4 separate regions of the Mus musculus genome follow, and regions 2, 3 and 4 are each linked to region 1. A link is a contact called in public Hi-C, HiChIP or PLAC-seq and promoter capture Hi-C data. All regions are on one chromosome and are shown on one strand. Each heading gives the region's core, a stretch centred on a gene start, on an enhancer-like site or on the middle of the called end of the contact. The rest is flanking DNA. Distances are from core to core; before and after follow the strand shown.

What was found. Hi-C and Micro-C count contacts between places; a contact is called where the count stands out from the background. HiChIP or PLAC-seq counts read pairs in DNA pulled down with a chosen protein or histone mark. Capture Hi-C pulls out chosen DNA fragments and counts their contacts.
Region 2: a contact with region 1 is called in a Hi-C map of CD8 T cells, with 3 times the contacts expected there. The contact joins the promoter of Tmco4 here to the promoter of Usp48 in region 1. A contact is called at or near these places in 1 of 39 promoter capture datasets (pre-B cells) and 3 of 484 Hi-C or Micro-C datasets (CD4 T cells and CD8 T cells).
Region 3: a contact with region 1 is called in a promoter capture Hi-C map of liver, with 3 times the contacts expected there. The contact joins the promoter of Zfp46 here to the promoter of Usp48 in region 1. A contact is called at or near these places in 1 of 39 promoter capture datasets (liver), 3 of 115 datasets of contacts at active chromatin or transcription factors (all in embryonic stem cells) and 2 of 9 other capture datasets (adipose tissue and liver).
Region 4: a contact with region 1 is called in an H3K27ac HiChIP or PLAC-seq map of microglia, with 8 times the contacts expected there. The contact joins the promoter of Hnrnpr here to the promoter of Usp48 in region 1. A contact is called at or near these places in 1 of 39 promoter capture datasets (pre-B cells), 1 of 484 Hi-C or Micro-C datasets (erythroblasts), 3 of 115 datasets of contacts at active chromatin or transcription factors (astrocytes, microglia and thymic regulatory T cells) and 1 of 9 other capture datasets (adipose tissue).

What each region holds. Positions count from the first base shown.
Region 1 is chr4:137,592,344-137,595,715 of GRCm38.p6, forward strand. It overlaps Usp48 (ubiquitin specific peptidase 48), which reads left to right and starts at 1,829. Exons shown (of 27, transcript NM_001355588.1): 1 at 1,829-2,173. The coding sequence starts at 2,040.
Region 2 is chr4:138,971,371-138,974,742 of GRCm38.p6, forward strand. Tmco4 (transmembrane and coiled-coil domains 4) reads left to right here and starts at 1,535. Exons shown (of 17, transcript NM_029857.3): 1 at 1,535-1,917.
Region 3 is chr4:136,284,354-136,287,725 of GRCm38.p6, forward strand. Zfp46 (zinc finger protein 46) reads left to right here and starts at 1,714. Exons shown (of 3, transcript NM_009557.4): 1 at 1,714-2,128; 2 at 2,719-2,962. The coding sequence starts at 2,857.
Region 4 is chr4:136,309,056-136,312,427 of GRCm38.p6, forward strand. Hnrnpr (heterogeneous nuclear ribonucleoprotein R) reads left to right here and starts at 1,887. Exons shown (of 11, transcript NM_001277121.1): 1 at 1,887-2,034.

The DNA.
Region 1 (3,372 bases), core at 579-3,078:
ATGTATAATAATAAATAAATGTTTGGGCAGGAGTGACCAGGGACTGAGCGAGTGGAGTTGACTGGAACAAGAAGAGGTCCTAAAAATTCAATTCCCAACAACCACATTAAGGCTCACAACCATCTATACAACTACAAGTATACTTGCATACATAAAAAAATGAATAAATAAATCTTAAAAACAAAAAGAAAGTAGTTCAACTTATTATGTGTGTTTTTGCAACAGGGTCTCACCATGTATGTAGCTCTGGCTGTCATGAAACTCACTAAACTCGCTGGGCGTGGTGGCGCACGCCTTTAATCCCATCACTGGGGAGGCAGAGGCAGGTGGATTTCTGAGATCAAGGCCGGCCTGGTCAACAAAGTGAGTTCCAGGACAGCTAGGGCTATACAGAGAAACCCTGTCTCCAAAAAACAAACAAACAAACAAACAAACAAACAACAAAAAAAGAAACTCACTAAATTAGCAAGGCTCTACCCTTCACCACCAGAGTACTGGGATTAAAGGTGGGCCCCACAAAACAAACAAACAACAAAAAAAGAAACTCACTAAATTTGCAAGGCTCTACCCTTCACCACCAGAGTACTGGGATTAAAGGTGGGCCCCACAACAGTGTTCAACTGTTAACCAGTGGTATAGGAATTCAGTGTTTATTTGTTTGACTTTTTTTTTTTTTCCTTCCAGGAGACGAGGTTTCTCTGTGTGGCCCTGGCTGTCCTGGAACTCACTCTGTAGACAAGGTTGGCCCACTAACTCAGAGATCTACCTGTCTCTGCCTCCTGAGATTAAAAGTGTGTGCCACCACCAACCAACTGGTGTAGGAATTCTTTAAGAAAGGAGGTGTATGTGTGTGTGTCCTGACTTAGAAGATTTTTGTGTTTTTTATTTTCAGCCTAAATTCAACCAAAGGACCAAATCTTGCTTCAGTAAATCTTGACTTCAGTTCAAGGTTACTTGGGGGCTGGTGGGGTGGGTTGAGGAGTAGATAAGGGAGGAATTAGTCCTTGAATTCCCACAGGGCTTTTACATATTTAAAGTCCTGGAATTTTCTCTCTTTAGCTGTAATAGCTCTTTTCTGTTACAAAACGCTGTGATTCAGTTTAGCCTTTTTTAGGTCTAAGGGGAAGTAGTTGCAAAAAGGAAATAATATCACAGCAGGGAGCTAGGGTGTACACTCCATAACGAATTAAGACGTCAAAGTGTTGACCCTCTGGTCAACAGCCTACAGCAAAGAACACGTCCCAGACCTGTGTATGCTTCTAAACAACCTGCAACTCAAAGACTGAGCCTATCACTTCGAAGACTACAAACCCCAGGATGCCTCGCGCTCCGCGAGTGGCAGAGCGCATTGCACGCTGGGATATGTAGTCCCGTTGTAGCATCCGCAAACCACATAACGCCTCGTGACGTCAGAAAGCACGGGCAAGGAGCCGGAACTCGCCCAGGCTCAAGTGAAATCCTCGATCCGACTGTGGCGTTCCGGCTGCCTCGGTTTCTGCTATTATCAGGTCCCACTCACAGTCCCGGTGGCCCTATGGTGTGCGTTGAGTACTCTATGGTGTAACTTTGTCACAGTAACAGGGGAAGTGTGGAAAGCAAGGGCAAGCTCTCGCTCGTCGGAGTAGACGACGGAGGCTGAAGCGTAGCTAGCTGCCTTCACCATGGCGGAAAAAAGACGTGGCGAGTCGCCTTTGGGCAGACGCTTGGCTTTCTTCCGCCAGTCGGATTACATGGGCTTTCGGCGCAGGGACTCCTGGGAGCACGCATGCGCAGACTGCGGCAGGGCGTACGCCTCCAACGTCCGCAGGCGCGGGGTCTGTCGGGTATCGGCGGCGGCGGCGGCGCTTTGCGGCTGGTCGTGCGAGCTGGGCGCGGGCGGGCGGGCGCGGCGGCCGTGGCGCGCGCAGGTGATTGACTGCTCTCCTGTCTGAGGGCAGCGCTGGGTTCTTTCGGCTGGCAGGGGCCCGTGCCCATTCGGGCGGAGACGGAGGCGGCGCCGGAGGCCACCGGGCTCGGCGAGTGCTACCTCGGTCAAGGCTATGGCTCCGCGGCTGCAGCTGGAGAAGGCGGCCTGGCGCTGGGCGGAGACGGTGCGGCCCGAGGAGGTGTCGCAGGAGCACATCGAGACCGCCTACCGCATCTGGCTGGAGCCTTGTATCCGAGGCGTGTGCAGGTGAGGTCCTCGCGTGGCCGAGGCGGGATCGGGGGACGGGGGACCGGGAACCAGGGCGATGCACGGTGTTACTGCATCTCCTTTCAGTTTGCACGACCCGGGAGCTACGCAGCCCCCGAAGTGATGCGGCTGCTGGGCTCGCATCCTGAAGATGGCGGTGGAGATAGTTGGAGATAGGGCTTAGTAAGTAACGCTGGAGTGTTGTTTGATCTTGGGCATAGCTGTGCGCTTTTCGCTTGTAAAAGGGGAACTTGCCGACAGCGAACTTCGTCGACATTGTATCTCCTGTCATTGCACGCTGAGAAGGCCTGATCACCTAAGTATCACTTGCAGAGAGCAGGTTTAGAAAACCCTTTGGTTAACCTACGTCATCGGTCCCCCGCTCTCATTGGCTGGCTCTCTTTGACCTATAGGTGTTTTCTTTTGGTCACCCTAACTCCACACCACTTTGCAGAGTAAAGTGTTTTTAGCTGTTTAAATTCTGCTCCCCCTTCGTGGCCCTTGGTTCTGATCTTTTTTTGCGTAGAGTGGTTTTCTTATCCCCACCTCGTAGCCTGCACCGGCCTGTGTTCAATCGAATTGATAAACCGAGGCATGCTCCATAGCTCCGTGTCATCGGGCGTGTAGGGAAAAGTGGAAGACGTGGAAGCCTTGGTTCCTGGCTTCAGAGCTGTGCCTCATTTGAGATATAATGTAAGTTAGGAAGTTTTCAAAAGTAAAGCGGGTGCATCTTTCTAAACTCTAGGTGTCTGCTCACAAGGACATTAAGACTCCTCGAAGTTCTGGAACGGCATCAATTTGTATAGTGTGGAATTGAAACAGCTTTACCGAGGCACTCATTTGAAGTGTATAGTTACAGTGCTGGTGGTTTAGCTTGAGAGTAGAGTGGTGGTTTTATGCTTGAGTCCCTTGGTTCAATTACCCGCACAGGGGATATAAAAGACAGAGTTAAGTCTGGGGCTGGAAAGATGGCTAATTAGTAAAGAGGGCTCAGGCTTCTCTTCAAAGGATCACAGTACCATTTGTTCTGAGAACCCACACCAGGTGCTTGATAACCACCTGTAACTCCAGCTCCAGAGCATGTGCAAAGCCTTCTTCCAGACACAGTGGGCACCTGAGCATTAGTGCACACACACACACACACACACACACACACACACACAAATGATCTGTTTTGATACTGTACAATTGCCAATATC
Region 2 (3,372 bases), core at 285-2,784, 1.4 Mb after region 1:
GCAACAAGGAGCTGTGGTTTCACCATCAGGCCCTGCTGATCCTTTTAAACAAAGGCAAAGCAGGGCTTAGCTCAGAGGCAACCTGTAACTACAGTAAGGATGCAAGCTGTCACTTGCTTAGCAAACGTGTGTGACAAGGGCTTTAGAGCGACCAGCGGACAGGAGAGTTTCAGAAATAGTGCAGAGTCCTCAGCAAAAATCCATGTGACCTTTGCCTTACTTTCCAATCTTAACACTGATACATTGGACAAGATTTTTTTAAAAAATCAATATTGATATGTGGCTATGGACTAAAAGCAGAGGAGTCACTCGCAGTGTTCTCCCTGCGTCTTTACTGTCCCCAAACCCCACCTAAGCGATCACTTTGTTTTGAGTATGTCTTCTTTTCTAAAACTATTTTCCATATTGATTTTCTTTATCCATTGTGATTCTGTTTTCCATTAGAGAATGACCGTTTTTTTTTAACTTTCAGAGTTACATTTATTTTTTTTTAATATCAAGAACTTACTAAAATCAACTTATGCTGAAATTAAAAAAAAAAAAAAAACGGCAGCTGTCTCACATCTGAAAGGCTAAGGTAGTTAGTTGCTCAGGCTGAGGCTGGCTACTTCAGCTCAGGACCGCTTCTTAATCGGTGGCCTCTGGTCACTCCAATCCTCCATTCCTCATAGACAACAATAGGATCTTTTAAAATTCCATGATATTTGCGGGGGGCGGGGGGAGCGTGCCACCTTGGTATGGTTATTTCCCCAACTTAGTGATGCCCAGAATCTCAGCTAGAATCCTTCAACCCTCCACAACTGTCCTTTTTTGACCTACAATAACCTCCTAGCTCTTCTAGGTCCTGATTGGCCGATAGAGAGATCAGGTGATGGAGGCCCTCTAGCGTTCCAGTCGGATCCTGAGTCATAAGGCTCCCTGCTGGAATGCCGCACGTCTCATCTGTCCGCTCGAGAACTTTTTCCATTTCCAACTCCAGCCTATCTTCTCCAGGGGAAAGAGCAACGACGTCAGAGGTCATGGTGACTCAGATTCCAGCCCTGACCAGGATGGCCACCTACTTCCTCACCTGTAGATTAGGTGTGATGAAATTTCACAGGTTGCCTGGGCAACCAAGAGCCGGCTCCCAAATGAGGAGAGCGGAGGATGAGGCATGGGAGACAACCCCCCCTTCCATTCTTGGGGTCTTTAAGTTCTAGTGTGGGATACCCAGATTATAAATTGGCAAACAGGAAAACAATCAACTTCAGTGTTAAATACTACGATTAAAATATGGGCCCGAAGGCCTGGTGTGCTAATCCATAACCTTGCTGGCACGTAGTAGGTGCTCAGCAAATACTTGTTCAAAGACTAGAGCTGAGTGGGTGGCTAGTCTAACAGGAATGGAACCCCAAAACGGAGGCCCGTGGGACGGAAGAGCCACGGGTGCAACGACTGGCGAGCATTAGAGAAAGTGAAAGAACGATCAGAAGGCGTGGGTGTTGCAAATTTCACCGAGCAGTGTGCACAGGAGGGGGAGGCACCTTCTGGGACAGGCTCTTTTCAAGTGTGGCGGCAAAATTTGGAAGCTTCCCCTTCAAGTGTCTGCTCGAACTCCCCTCATGCCAGCCCAGCCCCTGGTGAGCACTCTCTGCAGACCCCTCCTGTGCCCCGCGCTCTCGCTTCCTGGGGAGCGGGAGACACAGAAGTGCGGGTCCCGTCCCAAGGCCAGCACCCGGGCGATGGCTTTGGTGGCTTAGGTGGCGGTGCGCCCGGCCCAGCCCGGAAGGCCCGGGCCCTAGGGCTGCGCAGGCGGGACCGGCCCGGGCCGGTGTGGGGCGGCTGGGCCAGGGAGAGAACAGGCGGGGAGCGCCAGGGCGGGAGCTGCGGGGCTGCCAGAAGTTCTGCCGTCGTCCCATCCGTCGCTGCCGCCTCCAGGTAAGCCCGCGGGGAGCCCCGATCGTCCCCACGCCGCCTCCACTGCGCTTCCGAACCCGGAAGTGCTCTCGGGACTCCTGAGTAGCTGGAGGGGAAACTGATGCCAACGAGCATGCCAGCGGCCCCCGCCTGCCAGCACAGCCCAGGGCACCGGTCGCTGGGTTTGAAGGGAAGAAAGGACCTTGCTCAAGGTCACGCAGGGTCACTGGACGCCCCCTGCGTACTGGGAGCTCCAGGCACCCACTCCCACCCTCTGTGTCTCCAGACTCAGTTCCCCGAGGCCTGGGAAGCCCTAGAGTCCCGGAAAGGCCCGGCCCCTTCCTGCTGTGACGGGGGCGTGGCTTCTCGCCCCGCTGCGGGTTTTTACAGAGTAGGGGACATTTCACATTACAGGTTTTTACATCCGGGAAAACTGAGTCTGGGAACAATGGGATGATTTTGGCCAGGACCAGGCAGTCAGAGCAAAGAGGTTAACTAGGGTGAGCTGACTTCAGAGTTTGACCCAGTGTTAGGTTCAAAACTGGCCTCCATGATGTCCTTGTCCTTGCCAGGGGTGACCCAGAGTAGAAGCTGGGGCTGGCTAAATCTGCAGGTTTGATCCTGAGGCCACTGCTGCCTTCAAGTAGGAGGGAACACACCCCTGTAGGGCTTCCCAGGACGCCACTCACGGGGTATATTTATTGAGCACCTACTATGTGTCATCGTGTAGGCTCTGAAGACACAGTAGTGAAGACTCCTCAGGGTGAATCAGCTAGGCAGAAAGACAAGGCCACCAAAATCCCCAATTACCCAGTATGTTTGAGAAGTCAGGAAGGAACCCAGGGCCCCATCCTCCTAGTTAGAACCCTACCAAACCGCCTGAACCTCTGGGCATCACCGAAGATGCTGCTTCCAGCCTCAGTTTCCCACTCCCCTGGACTTAAAAGATGCCCTCAAGGAACTTGAGCCTGGCTCTGCCACTTCCTCTCTGTGTCACCTTGGGTGTCACCCTGAACCTTCATTTCCTTATAACACAAGAGGATCATGGATTATAATTCTTCCCAGTGCTGAAGATCGTGTCAGGATGCTTCATGAATTGGAAAGCACAGTACCCAAATCAAAAGTAAATTAAAGCCAGGCATGGCGATGGTGGCATAGACCTTTAATCCTGGTGCTTGGGATTTAATCTCAAACTGTGAGTTCGAGACTGACTTGGTCTACATAGTGAGTTCCAGGGGACAATGAGGGCTATGTAGAGAAACTGTCTTTAAATTAGATAGATAGATAGATAGATAGATAGATAGATAGATAGATAGATAGATAGATAGATAGATAGATAGATAGAGATAGAGATATATACACCTTTAATCCCAGCACTTGGGAGGCAGAGGCAGGCAGATCTCTGTGAGTTTGAGGCTAGCCTGGTCTAGAGTGAGTTCCAGGACAGATGGGGCTCAAAGAAACCCTGTTTTGAAA
Region 3 (3,372 bases), core at 464-2,963, 1.3 Mb before region 1:
TAGGGGTCCTGCTAGTTTGTTTTTTTTTTAGACCCCTGAGTCATGTAGCCATAAATAACTGGGCATTGGGAACAGAACACTCTAATAAAAGCATGGCCGGGAATCTTATTTGGAAAAAAAAAATTCCCCAAGTCCTTCAGTGTGTGTGGATGTATCTGTAAAACAAAAGAAAAGTCCCTTTTCCCAGCCTAGGCAGAGAAGTCTCCCGTTCAGTCAGAGACAACAGGCGTCTGGGCATCAAGCCAAGGTTTGGGGATATTTATAACTTGAAGAGGGTGGGAGTCCCTAATAAGCTGCTATATTCTTTTTCCATCACTTCCCTCTCCAAGGCTACAGCAAGCTGGGAGCTCTTCCCCACACAGAATCCCTGTTTTGCTTAGCCCTCGCCTTCCATTGTCTAATTCCTTCATCCCCGCTAGGGAAAGGAAAGGCTACAAGTCCTTCCATTTGGAGGATTCTGAGTGAATGCAGCATAGCCAACGCTGATGTTTCTTGGCCAGCTGTTGTGGCCTCGGAGATCTGTTTATGAGATTGTTGTTTCCCGGAGCTATAGAACAGTCTCTGCAGTCTTGAAGCTTTGTGCTCATCCTACAACCAAACCCTGCCCTTTGCCTGTTAATCCATGGATTCGGATTTCTATTCATGGCCCTGAGATCTCTGGAATCTGCTGGTGATATCTAGAACCTTTCTGAACGTCAGGCCTCTTTAGATCTCTGAGGAGCCAGCGACCACAGACCAGGAGGTAAGCCTGTCCGTTCTGTCCTAATCTGGTTTTGTGATTTCTTTGAAACAGAGACTACTAGCATCCTTAGGACTCCAGGTTGTCGCAGGCCTAAGGTTTTCATGATGTTGGGAGGTCTCCAAGATTCCTTTCAGCAGAGACACCCTCAAGAGTACCAAGTCCCTGAGTCTCCCACTCCAGGGCCAGCTATTTCCCTACACACCCTACCCCACCCCCCCGCTTCTGATTTCAATGTTTTGGCGACTTAGATGGGTGCACTTGAGCTCCGTCTCTATAAAAGAGCTCGAGACGCTCCCTACAGGGTTAACGTTGGAACACCCTGGGCCGGGCCGCGGACAGCACTCCAGCACCGGACAGGGGACGCGAGGCCTCGTGGGATATGTAGTCTGGGGTGGGTTGTGACTGCCGGAAGGCCTACTGGGAGTTGTAGTTCTCAGTATCCAGAAAGCGAGAGCTTCAGGCGGTGTTGGGAGTCCGTGGGCGGGGCCCAAAGTTCCATCCCGGCCAGGGAGTCTCCCAAGGGAGGGAAAAGAAGCCTTTTCCCGCTCTGGCCTGGGCTGTCAAATGAGGGGTGATCTCAGCTGAGGTCAGCCCGAGCTTCCACACTCAATCTAACCTCGCGGATAATATATGACTCAAAGATGGTCGTAGGGCCATGAGAAAAAAAAAAAAACACAGACGCTTCCTTTGCTGAGTCGTGCTGTGGTTTCCGAGAAAAAAGTATGTGTGGGGGTATTCTCACTGGTCTTGAAGGTCGCGGTCCTGTCTCTTCCCTTTTGTTCTTTTCCCTCCCCTGCTCTTGGCTGCTAAGTGGCCTTTGTACGCCAGAGTGAAACTCCAAGTCCCGTCAGGCCGCGAGGTGCGCGCACGCGTGATGGAGCTACCCGGCCACGCCGCAGGAGGAGGGCTGATGGTTTGGCTTCTGATTGGTCAGATATTTTACGATTTCTTTTCGCTGATTGGCTGGGATTGCTGCCGGAAAGGTCCCAGCCCGGAGATGGCAGAGCAGAGGCGTTCTATGGGCTGGGTTGAAAGCCTCCTCCCTTGAATTGCATCGGCCTGACCCCCCAGCCTAGGGGGCACCCAGCCAGTGCCTGCCCTCTCCTACCCTAACGTTGCACGTACTCGATATTAACCGAGACACGGAGAGTGGGTGACTCTTCGGGAGTCAGAGAGGAGAGTGACCAGTCCTGGGCCTTCCCCTCATACCCTGCGACCAGAACTCCAGCCCTAGGGAGTAGTGGGCAGGGCCTCTTGCCGCGCCTCACGTCCTGCTTTTCGCCTCCTTCAACGTTGTCTGCTAGCTGGTTTTCCTGCTCTCTCTCTCCCAGGAGACGAACGCTTGAGCCCGAGATGGCAGCCACCCTGCTCATGTCTGGGACTCAGGTAAGCCCCGAGGGCTCTGCTTACCCATCTTGCCCGGTGTTTCCCCGTCTGCAAACCCCTATAGGAAATTCCCTGGGATAAGCTCATTTTGCTATTCTGCTTAGTATACGGGCTTCGAGTTGGCTAATATAACCATATACAAGCATATATAGAACACCCACTGTAAGACTAAATACTGAGGAGAATAAAACCAAACAAGATGGGTGGTACCCTTCTTGCCAACAATCTGTAGGGAGAACGGTGTGTCCGGTTAACCTGGATGCGATATGGTAAGTATTCTGTTGGCCTGAGCAAGGACGTATTGTGGTGTGGGAAATAGTAAGTCGAGGAGTGGTTAATTCTAGATGTGGTGTCCAAGGATGGAGCGAAGAGTGATAAAGGGTGGGGAGAAACAGAACAGCAGTTGGCTCTAGAACTGGGCCATAAAGACGAGAATTTCACTGGTCTAAGAAAAGGAGAGCCTTGTATGTAAGGGTCCAAAGTGGGCAGGGACGGCCTGAGCGGGAAGCTAGTAGATTGCCCCTGTCTTTTGACCACATGTCTTTTTTTCTTCTTTCTTTATTATTTTTTTTTTCCTTCGGACTCTACAGATGAGACTTAATGCCACTGCCTTCTCGACATTTCTAACCATGTCTCTAATTTCAAGAAGAAAAGCTGGTTCTAAACTCCTAGATACCAAGTAGTGAGGAAGCGTTGTGTGATTTCAGGCCCCTGTGACATTTGAAGATATGGCCATGTACCTCACTCGGGAAGAATGGAGACCTCTGGATCCTACACAGAGAGATCTTTACAGGGATGTGATGCAGGAGAATTACGGAAATGTTGTCTCACTGGGTGAGTGAGGACTTTTATCTTGTCTTACCTCTTAGGGGTTTTGAAACTGTCAGAACGGCTTAGGTCTTTTCGATACAGCCTTGTTTGTTGTTAAGGAAAACCACACGGTTAGTTACCTGCTTTGGTGCTCATTCAAATCTTTAAGTGTGGGAAGATCCGTGTTTCCCAGTCTTAAATGAAAAGTAAAGTTTCTGCCGTTTCCGAGACTCTGAGGATTCTCGTGCCCTGAGTCATTAGCGGCTCTGTGGCCTGTTTGTACAGATTACTGACCAAACAGGTCTTACACTCTGGTGCTCGCCAGGACATAAATGCCCTATAAATGGTGCTTTTTCTCTGGGGCGCTGGAAGATGAGGGCTCTGAGGTGGGTTCACAGGAGGACAGAAACCTCCCTTCTATGTTTGTTTTGGCT
Region 4 (3,372 bases), core at 637-3,136, 1.3 Mb before region 1:
AACTGGAGTATCAGACATTTGTGAACTACCATATTGGCTCTGGGATTGAACCTGGGTCTCTCCAGCCACCAGAACCCCACCCCACAAGTTAGAGCCTGAACTCAGGGCTCTTTGTATGGAAGAACGTGCTCTAACACTGAGCTGTATGCTCCTGGGAGATCTGTGTTTTACATCCCATAATATTGGCTTGGTATTGGACACTAACGGCCTTGTTAGTATTGCTGGGATACAACACCGGTGGGATAATTTATACAGAAGAGGGTTTTTATCTGATCTTGTGTTTGCTTATGTGTGTGTGGAGGGAGGTGCAGACGAAGGTCAGAGGAAGAAAGTGAGTGTCCTGCTCTTCCACCCTCCGCCCTGGAGCTAAACTGGCAGCAAGCTACAGCAATTCTCCGGTTGCAGTCTACATCAGCACTGGAGTTTACAGGTGCATGCGGTCACGCCAGGCTTTTTACTCAAGTGGATGGAGATTCACAGTCAGGTTTTTTTTTTGTGGGGGGGCGGGGTTTCGAGACAGGGTTTCTCTGTATAGCCCTGGCTGTCCTGGAACTCACTCTGTAGACCAGGCTGGCCTGGAACTCAGAAATCCGCCTGACTGCCTCCCGAGTGCTGGGATTAAAGGCATGCGCCACCACTGCCGGGCCACAGTCAGGATTTTAAACTTGCATTTGAGCCGTCTCTCCAGCCCCTAGGACAGGCTTTACAATTTACAGTTCTGGAAGCAGGGAAGTCCAACATTGAGAGCACGCGGGGATAAGGGCCGTCTCCCTACGCTGGAAGCGCAAAAGATGCAGAGAAGATCTAGAGTCAGGCATCAAACTCACAGCCTGGAGGCCTATCAGTCGGCTTTAATGCTTTGAGGGTGGAGTCCTAGTGCCCGAAACACCTCCCACTACCGGCCCCACCTCCCAGCACTACTACATTGGCCATCAAGTTCGTATCAAGTGCACTTTTGCACATGTCCGTTCAAAAACGCATGGGTAGACTAACAATAAACTTTGGTTTATAGGATTTGAGAAACATGATCTCCAGATATGTTTGGAAGCAGATCCCTTGACCTTCTTCACTGAGGTAGTGTTGGGACAGGAGTGACAGGTGAGAGGTTTATGAATAACAGGTATTAGTTTCTTGGAAATGAACCCTTTGCCCGCTTGCCTGGCTTTCAGTCGTTGATCCAGTGACCCTACCTACTCTAGTCTCCAAACTCCGAAGGGTCCCTGCTTTCTGTTAGCGTCACTCTTGAGTCAGATCCACGTTATTCTGTGAGGAGAAGAGCCAAGGAGGGAAACAGGCAGTTTCTCCAGTCATTCTAAGGGATGCTTTTCTACAGAGAAATCTCCAGCGACACGAGTCAAGTCACCCTGAAGTTGTGTTTTGACTAGAGCCAAGATGATCTATTGATGGAGCCCAGCGTGTGGCGAATGGGGTGTGCTCGGGACCTAACGCTCAGAACGGCGGGAGGGAGGATTGGAGATAAGGGACTCCGGCGCGGGGTAGCAGCGCCATTGCGGAGCGTGGCCGCCGGGACCCGAGGGGGCGGGGCTCCGGAGGTGGCCACGCGGCGGGAGGCCTAGATTTTTCAACCTCTTAACGGTGGTAGAAGAAGAGGGAGGAGCTTCGGCCACGCAAGGCCCGCTGCCCCGCAGCCTCGCCACTACCAGGGGCTCCCACCAACAGACCCCTTTGTGTGCATGCCCCCGCCCCGGAGGCGCCGCAGCCAGTGGCGCTGAGACCCCTCATTGGCTCAGCCCGACGGCCACACCGATTGGTCCTCGGAGTCCCCGACGTGAGGGCCGCTTTCCCCTCTCTCTTATTGGCCCGTCAAGCTGCCCGTCATACGGTCTCGTGGGCCGATTGGTCGGCCGCACGGAGTCCCTGGAAGCAGTTCCGGGAAACCCCGCGTGCTGCCGGGATCGCGTCTCGGTCCATGCGAGGGGGGGAGGGGGTGGCGCGCGCGCCATTTCTTGTCGTTTTCAAAGCGCCTCGCGCTGCTTCTCACGGGCCAGGCCGCCAGCCCCCAGCTCTGCCCTGGTGAGTCTCGCGCTGGCCCGTGGGGGGGAGGGGCCGGGAGTCCCGGTCTGACCGGACTCGGCCGGGTCCAGGCTCGGCGCCCTGGCCTGCAGTTTGGGTCTTTGCTCCGAGGCCCCAGGGTGGGGGTGGGGATGGGCCGGGGGCGGCTTCTGCTCCGGCCCGCCGCGCAGCCGCGGGCCTGAGTCCCGCCGCGGCGCCTCCTCTCTCTGTCGCTCATCCTTCTCAGCCCCTCCGGTGCCCCGGTCCCTCGGTCCGCTGTCCTCCGTGCGGCCTGCCGGTCTCGCGGTGCTTTTTCCCGCCTCCGCCCGCCGCTGTCCGCGGCCCCGGTCCGGGCGAAGGGTTTCAGGCGTTTCCCCCTGACCCCGGTGCTTGCCCCCGAGGCCTGCGGTCAGGCCTGGCCCGCCTCTCGCCCGGCGGCCTGTGGGATGTGTTGATAACCGGGTCGCGCCCGAGGGGGTGGGGTGAGCCGAGGGCGGGGTGCAAGTCCCAGGGTTACCTGAGCCGGGAGCAAACTTTTACGGGAGTCGGAGCCGAGGGGCCGAGGTATGGGGGGTGCCTCCCGCCCGATCCCCAACCTGCATGCTTCGAGCCGGGATTTGAAGGAAAAAATGACTACTAAGAGGCCGTGACACTTGGTTTCGAGCGGCGCCTGAGCTAGGTAATTCTGAGAATGTCATAGGCGCTCCAGTTTGGAAAAGCGCTTCTTTTTCTTACACGGTAGTAGCCATGTGGCCAGAATTTTAAGACGAAAGCCCAGGGGTTCTTGAAAGGTTCAGTCCTTTCTCGTTACCTGTTTGGGATTTTTCCCCCCCTTGCCCTTTAAAAGCAGAATGTGTCAGGAGTCAGTCGTAGTGATTAAAGGCTTGATACTCCCGAGCTGTGAGATAACCGTTAGCTTTCCTTGGTTCTTTTAAAAGCCCGTCTCTCAACATTTTGCTTAGAGATGTTCGCCACAAGTCAGGGAGAAGCTAGTACTGACTTCCCGAGTCTCCCAGCGGTCCTTATAAATCTTATTTAAATGACTTTATTTTGTAATTTTCTTTTTTTTGCAAAAATGTTTGTGTCAAAGGGTTCCAGTCACGTTAGAATATTTGCTGCATCCAGAAATATGGTTTGGCTGTGTGGCATTGTTGTTGAATCCCCCCTCTTGATCCGAAGGATTTATTTCCTAGAGTCTATTTTACCTTTTTTTTTTTTTTAGGTTAAAGTTGACAAAATCTGAACATTTTAAAAGTTTTGATATCAATGGTAGTCATAAATGTCTTGTGCTTAATACATAACTTGTCATTTTGCTTCACGCATACTTTTCAAAAACACTCCACCTTAACAGATGTTCAT